Linked DNA regions of Sus scrofa: region 2 is linked to region 1. Evidence: chromatin contacts called from public Hi-C data. All regions are on one chromosome and are shown on one strand. Each heading gives the region's core, a stretch centred on a gene start, on an enhancer-like site or on the middle of the called end of the contact. The rest is flanking DNA. Distances are from core to core; before and after follow the strand shown. Region 1 has its middle 27 kb from the start of ZNF397. Region 2 holds the start of ZNF24 (zinc finger protein 24).

What was found. Hi-C and Micro-C count contacts between places; a contact is called where the count stands out from the background.
Region 2: a contact with region 1 is called in a Hi-C map of embryonic fibroblasts, with 1.6 times the contacts expected there. The contact joins the promoter of ZNF24 here to the enhancer-like site in region 1. A contact is called at or near these places in 1 of 5 promoter capture datasets (liver) and 11 of 47 Hi-C or Micro-C datasets (brain, embryonic fibroblasts, epiblast stem cells and 7 more).

What each region holds. Positions count from the first base shown.
Region 1 is chr6:119,048,379-119,051,872 of Sscrofa11.1, reverse strand. No RefSeq gene overlaps it. Among named protein-coding and RNA genes, the nearest start is that of ZNF397, 27 kb to the left of the region's middle. Within about 2 kb of position 1,657, at least 1 of the 83 cell types and tissues checked has an H3K27ac peak or open chromatin away from gene starts, as enhancers often do. A contact at or near this core is called in embryonic fibroblasts, where this site is marked.
Region 2 is chr6:119,165,774-119,169,357 of Sscrofa11.1, reverse strand. It overlaps ZNF24 (zinc finger protein 24), which reads left to right and starts at 2,154. Exons shown (of 4, transcript NM_001243375.1): 1 at 2,154-2,245.

The DNA.
Region 1 (3,494 bases), core at 408-2,907:
TTACATCCTCCATCTTACTTCCTCTACTTACATTAAGAACCACATTAATTACATTAATATCAAATGATATTATAATTTTTTTGCTTCATCCATTAAAGGCAATTTAGAAAACTCAAGAGATTTTCTCTTAATATATTTTTAAGAGAAATGCCTATTGTATTTACATAAACTTTTACTCTTTTTGTTCTTTCTTCCTCCCTGATGTTCCACATTTCCTTCTTTTATCATTTCCTTTCTGATTCAAGAACTTCTTTTAGCCATTCTCTGAGGCAGGTTTGCTGGCAACACATTCTCTTACTTTTCTTTCATCTGAGAATATCTGATTTTCCCTTCATTCTTTTTTTTTTTTTTTTTTTGTCTTTTTGCCTTTTTCTTGAGCTGCTCCCACGGCATATGGAGGTTCCCAGGCTAGGGGTCGAATTGGAGCTGCAGCCGCCGGACTACGCCACAGGCACAGCAACTCGGGATCCGAGCTGCGTCTGCAACCTACACCACAGCTCACGGCAACGCCGGATCCTTAACCCACTGAGCAAGGCCAGGGATCGAAACCCGAAACCTCATGGTTCCTGGTCGGTTTCATTAACCACTGAGCCACGATGGGAACTCCTCCCTTCATTCTTGAAGGATATTTTCATGGATATAGAGTGCTTTTCTCTTAGTACTTAAAAATATTCAGAGTCTTCTTATTGTTTATAATGTATATTGTATATGTATGTAATATATATTGTATATGTATGTATTGTATATATAATATCCTAGGATTTTAGCAGTACTTGAAGAATAGGAAGAGGTACATTTATGCTGTCTTGTCCTTGGGATGATTTTTGTTTTTGTTTGCATTTTTTTGTCTTTTCTAGGGCTGCACCTGTGGCATATGGAGGTTCCCAGGCTAAGAGTCTATCAGAGCTGTAGCCCCCAGCCTACACCACAGCCACAGCAATGCCAGATATGAGCCACATCTGTGACTTACACCACAGCTCACGGCAATGCTGGATACTTAACCCATGAGCAAGGCCAGGGATCGAACCTGCAACCTCATGGTTCCTAGTTGGATTTGTTAACCACTGAGCCATGATGGGAACTCCCGATGATTTTTACTATGTAATATTATTTGTATTCACATTTGGAAAATGGAGGCTCCAGGAGTTAGCTAACATATAGTTGATATTTTTCAAGTATTATAGAATTATCATCAATGGTACTAAAATCACATATCCTGAAGCCACCGGAAAATAATGTCAAGAACAAAGCTTATGATATTGGAAGCAAAATCTAGATGCATTTCTAGGAAGTGTAAAATAATTTATTTACCAAAAGAAAAAGATATTATAAATAAAAATACCAAGTGAATGTATCTAGTATTTGTCACTCATTTGATTACTTTTTGGGAGCTTAATGAAATGGCCCTTTGTGAAAGGAAAGGACTGCTTTCCAAAATTACACGTGCAGGGTTTTAGTGAGACACACACTCATTAGTGTTGATTGGAGTTATGTAACTCATATTACCCAGGGTATTTAGCTTGCTTTGTTAGTGTCTAATCTAGTGCCAGATTCCCAAAGGCCCTGAATTTGGCAAGGCCACAGTAAGATGAAATGCATAGTTGTTTCTTAAAAAAAAAAAAAAAAAAAATGCCGTCCAAGCTGTTCTCTGTAAGTTTTAAGCTTAGATTTAATCAAGTCCAGCCAAAATTATTCCACCCAGGAGCTATTATCACATTCTTCCTTTTGAAAGCAGCTAAAACCACGGAATTGTTGGCAGTCGCATCCAATCCTTTAGAAACAAAAAATTCTTATAGCCTCCCAGTTCCTAACTCCAACTTCCTTTTCCTGTTTAACATGTTTGTGAAGTTTTTTAGAAAAGAAAAGATTTGAGTTTTAACTTGTAAATCTTCAATTGAGTGCAAGATAACTTTCTGCTAGTGAAAAGGGTACTGAAACTGGGAGAAATAGTAATTGGAAAACTCTGGCTTATAAAGAGATTATTACAGATATCCGTATCTATTTATTTATTTTTTTAGTTAGAAAAAGAAAACACAAAACAAAAACAAAACCCAAGAGATAAAGGCAGTAACCTCAGACTGACATTAAAAACCTCCAGTTTTTATTTATTTAAATATTTTTTGAAGTTCAATGCACTACCTTTTGTACCACAGAGCCATCTTATTTAAATATATTTTGAGCTGAAAAACTCAAAGCTGGACTAAACCATAATTCCCTACTGCACCCCCACTCCCTTCCAAATCTGGGTTCTTCACCCTTTCCCCCCAGTTTTTTTGGCCATGCCCATGGCATGCACAGAAATTGTTCCTGGGCCAGGGATCGAACCTGAGTCAAGGAGTGATGATGCCTAATCCTTAACTGCTAGACCACCAGGAAACTCTTCCTTTTTAAAAACAGATGTTTATATGCAAAAGAAAATACTTAATGATGTATATGTTCTACTTATACCTTATCAGAAATATCTTTGGTTTTGTTTGGGATCTCTTTCTGTTTATTCAGTAGCCACTTGCATCTTAATTAACATATAGTTTTTAATTGATTGGACAGTTCACATTAGGGAAGGACTTTTAGAGCTGATTATGAAGGTATAGGATGTGCTCTTTCTAAGCAAACTCGAGAAATGCACAGAAGCATGCTTTTGGCTCCTTCTTAAATCAATACTCTGTTTTTCTTTCCTGAGTTCACCCATTTCTACTTTGAGTCCTGTCCTGGGGCCTAATTCTACTTTCACAGGGCATCAATAGAATTTTTTTGCTAACATTAGCTTAAGGTTTATACACAAAATGATTTAAATAAGGCATGGTTCCTCCTTTTTTTTTTTTTTTTTTTTTTTTGCTTTTTAAACTGGATATTTGGATGATAAAAAGATGCTTTCCCTTTTCTACCCTGTCTGTCTGAGGCCAAAAGGAAAGAGTTAGTTAGCATGCCATCTTGAAGGAGTGTAGACCCCTGGTCTGTGCTTGTTTGATACACACATTAGACTTTTTATGAATTATGGAAGCACTTCTGGGAGGAGAGGAGCTCTAACCTGAACAAATCACTGGAGTCCAGCCATCCAGGGCTCTCAAGGGAAGAGCTTAAGCTAAAGAGCTTCCCTAGTTGGACCATCAATCCAAATCAAACAGTAAATTGCAAGTGGCCATCTGCTCACTTAATCATGTGCTTCTATTTTTTCTTTGGGCTGGTTATCATCTTCTGGCCTGGCCCTTTTTTACTAATTAGCCAAAGCTTGATCTTTAGGTGAACCACAGGTTCATTTCATACTGAATGGAATATGGGTTTATTTATTCTTCCATTTTGGTTTAATCATTTGAGGGAAAATTTTAAAATATTTTTTGAAGTTTATAAGGACTGTTTTCTTTTTTTAGAATCTTGGTCGATATTTTGCTTTTGCTGAGTACTTTTGAATACTTCCAAATGAAATGTTCTATTTTATTCCTTTTCTCGATTTGGCAATGAAAGTGATAATGTTTATATTTACAGTTTTTTTTTAA
Region 2 (3,584 bases), core at 905-3,404, 120 kb before region 1:
CTCCAGGCAGGTGAGGCAGAAAGCCTCATCACAACCTGGGGAAGCCAGGAGCAATGGTTCCACGACAGCCTCCTGGGAAGACAGGGAGCTGAGTGGCAAATGGCCTTGTAACAGCTCATCAGGAGCCTCTCCTCTTTCAGGAGGATCACAGGGTTTTCTGCCAAGACTCAGAGCAGCTGCTGCTCAAGCATTGTCTCTGTGGCCTCTGTGGATATGTGCAAGGTCAGCAGGCACTGGCACGGAGGTTTTCCCTACATTCAGGTTGCCCAGAGGAACATGATGCTCTATCTTGACTATATCTTTAAGATAGCAACAGAGGTCACCATTCAGGAAAGAGCTCACCTAGTAGGGCTCAGAAGGATGGTGTTTCAAAGTGGGTGTTGGCAGTCCCGGCCCTCAAACGAGCAAATTAGAGAGGAAAACTTCATGGTGGTTTCCATTTACTCTCTCAGAAAAAAATTAAAAGTGACAGAATGAACACCAGGCAAAGAGTTTCGTAAAATCTTGCATTTTTAACCTCCCCAGATATGTCTGTTTGATGTGTATATTTTTTGTTTTCCAACATTAATTAGATGTTAAAAAACCTCTTAAAGCAAAGCAAAACAAAAATGCCTTGAGCTAGCTTTTAGAGTCACAAAAGACGGAAAGGTTGGGAAGAGCAGCCAAGCAGGTTGGTGGTAGTAGCCAAGTAGAAAAGAGAAAAAAAAAAAAAGTCTGGATTTCAGAAACCTCCTAAAAAAGAAAGAGAAGAAGGGCCATCAGAAGTAGCAGGTGTTCTGGGGAGGCAAAATCCTGGTCAGAGAGTAAAGTAGTGCTATGGGATCATCAGCTGACTCACTTGCGCTCTCATTCATGAATTCAGCAGAGCCTAAGGGCACTTTGCAAAGGGCACTCTGAAAGAGGCAGAAAGCTGAAGCCTGAAGATCTTGGAAGGCTGCTGGAAGGCTGGACCTGTACTTCTAACATAGACCTTAAACAACAGGGCTCTTTTGTGTGGTTCCTGATGCTGAACATGTGACCTAGCAAAGGCAGCAATGTGACCAGCCCACATTTCATTCATTTATTCAACAAATATTTATTGAGTTCTCTATGTACCAGGCAGTCAGCATCCCGGGACTACATGGGAATACTGTGGTGAACAAGACAGGCAAGGTCCCTGCCCTTATGGGACTTACAAACAAAACGAAATAAAACAAAAACCAGTGAAATGAATACATAAGATCACTTCTACCCAGTGCTATGAGCGTGAGAAGGCTTCCAGGAGGAAGAAATGGTCAGGAAGGCTGACGATTGCCAGCCACAACAAGGCTAAGAGCTGGGGTGTGGGGGTAAGGTGGGGGCAGGGAAAAACCACAGGGGGCCTTACAGGCCAATGTAAGCAGTTTTTAATGTCATAATTAATGCAGTAGGGATCCACTGAAGGCCTTTAAGTAGGGGCATTAAGTGGTCTGATTTATGTTTTTAAATCACTTTGGCAGCTGTTTTGTAGTATGAAATGTCAAGCCTAAAGTCAGAAGATAACCATGCATTCTGCAAATTCACTCTGCGATCATTGCCAAAGCTCTTGATTAAGAGTCTCATCTTGTTTCCCTGACAAATTAATTAGTCATAATAAAGCTCTATAGCACAGCAAATGGTAGCCAAAGGTTAGAGTCATGCCTTGGCTTCAAATCTTGCTTCGTACTTACTAGTTATGTATTCTCCGCAAGCTATTTACTTGAGCCTCAATTACCTCAGCTGTGAAATGGGGATAATAAAAGTTCTTACATCATAGGGTTTTCACGAAAATTAAATTACAAGACATGTAAACCACGGTGACAGAACCTGGTACAACGTGGTTAGCACACATAAATATTAGCTTTTGTTACTTCTTTCAGAGGATTACTGTGAAGATCACATGAGATAATGCATGTGAAAAGACTTATGACACCGTAAAGACTACATTAGTGGCAGAATTTTTTCTTTCCTTTCCTGGTCTTTTAAGGGGAACACAGAAGACTGGGCTAACCAGGGGAGAGAGGCGTGAGGCCAAGCGCAGCCTCAAAGCGGTCATTGTAGTTGGACAGCCCTTCCCCCAGCCCGGAGCGCATCTCTATGGCAACGCGGGGCTTCGCCTACCCCCCGCCTCCTGGGGCCCACAGACCGGAAGCAGTCTGCGCCGGGGGCTTCTGGGAAACGGCTTGTGAGCGGCGGCGTTTCTGCGTCGGCCGTGGACAGCGAAGCGGTTGCAGTTCCCGAGCTTGAGGTTTGCGCGAGAGAGGGGGGAAGAGCGTGCGAGGGAGGCTGGGCTAGAGGCTGTGGTCCGCTTGGCAAGAGTTAGCGAAAAAGCTTGGCGGTGACCTTCCTTGGCTTCCCGGGAGGCGCGGGGGACAGGCCACGGTCTCAGCGCCCAGCAGCTGGGAGACAGGGAGGGATAGACAGAAAGCCAGATAGGGCTTTCGGCACCCTTGGAGAGTCCTCCCTTCCTTGTGCCTTCCGCGACCCCCGCCTTCCCCCCTCCCCCATCGGCCGGTTTTGTTCTATTTCGAGGCCCTGGCATCTCGCGGAGGGTTCTGGGATTCTTTTCGGGTGGAGGGGGGTGGGCGGTCCTCCGCCGTGGCTGCCGGGACTTGTAGTTTGGCCGGCCTCGAGCGGAAGTGCCGTGACTCCGGCGCTGTTGAGGCTAGGTGGCCTCTGGTCTTCCGAAAGCCGCAGCCGGGAGTGTGGAGAGAAGAGGGGCTGGAGTGGTCTGGTGGGGGCCGGGTTCGCCACGGCACTCCGCTGAGTGAGTGGGAAGGTCGCGTGGGACAGGACTCCCTGCGCAAACCTGGTTGGGACTGCGGGTTCGCATTCCCCGCACCTCCTCACGTCCCATCGGCAGGGTGCTGTATGAAAACGTAAAGGGGAGAGAAATTTTATTTTTCTAGAGTGTTTGAGCCAATGGTAAGGTAGGGTTTTGGAATAGGAACAAACGAATACTGTTGGCTAAACCTTGTTTATAAGGCCGCCACACTCCAGAGTGCTTAAACAAACCTGTATGTATATTACTTGGTAAGATTTTTTTCTGATACCTAGACTTGATAGGTTTACAGGAAGTTTTGGGCAGTTACTGACTTTCAGATTCCGGGCCCTGAATAGATAATATTGAGTAACTGCATGGCTTGTTCCCAGTAGGTGTTTTAAACAATGGCATAGGCATGACTGTGCAAATACTAAGGAAAGGATCAGAAATAGCCCAAGGTTTCCCTGAAGGTAGAAGCTGGGGAGATTGTGAGTCATCCAGTGTAAGGATTAGAGTCTGCGCCACTGTGGGAAGTCAAGGTGTTATGAGAGTCCCTTTTCTTCATAGAATTTGCTATGATTAATGCCCACATTACAAATTGAAAGGTACTTATGGTGTCTCGGGTGACTGAATAATATTTGAATTTTATGGCACCTAGTGGTTTTTTTCAACATCATGTATCTGTTATTGAGCAGGTGAATATTTTTTTCATGTATATTTTAGTCCAGGGAGTTCTTAAACATTTTAAAACTATTTCTTAGCCCTGAAAAAAAAAAATTGTCAAAATTTTTTAAGCAGGTGCTAAAAAAGATACCCCTCCTTT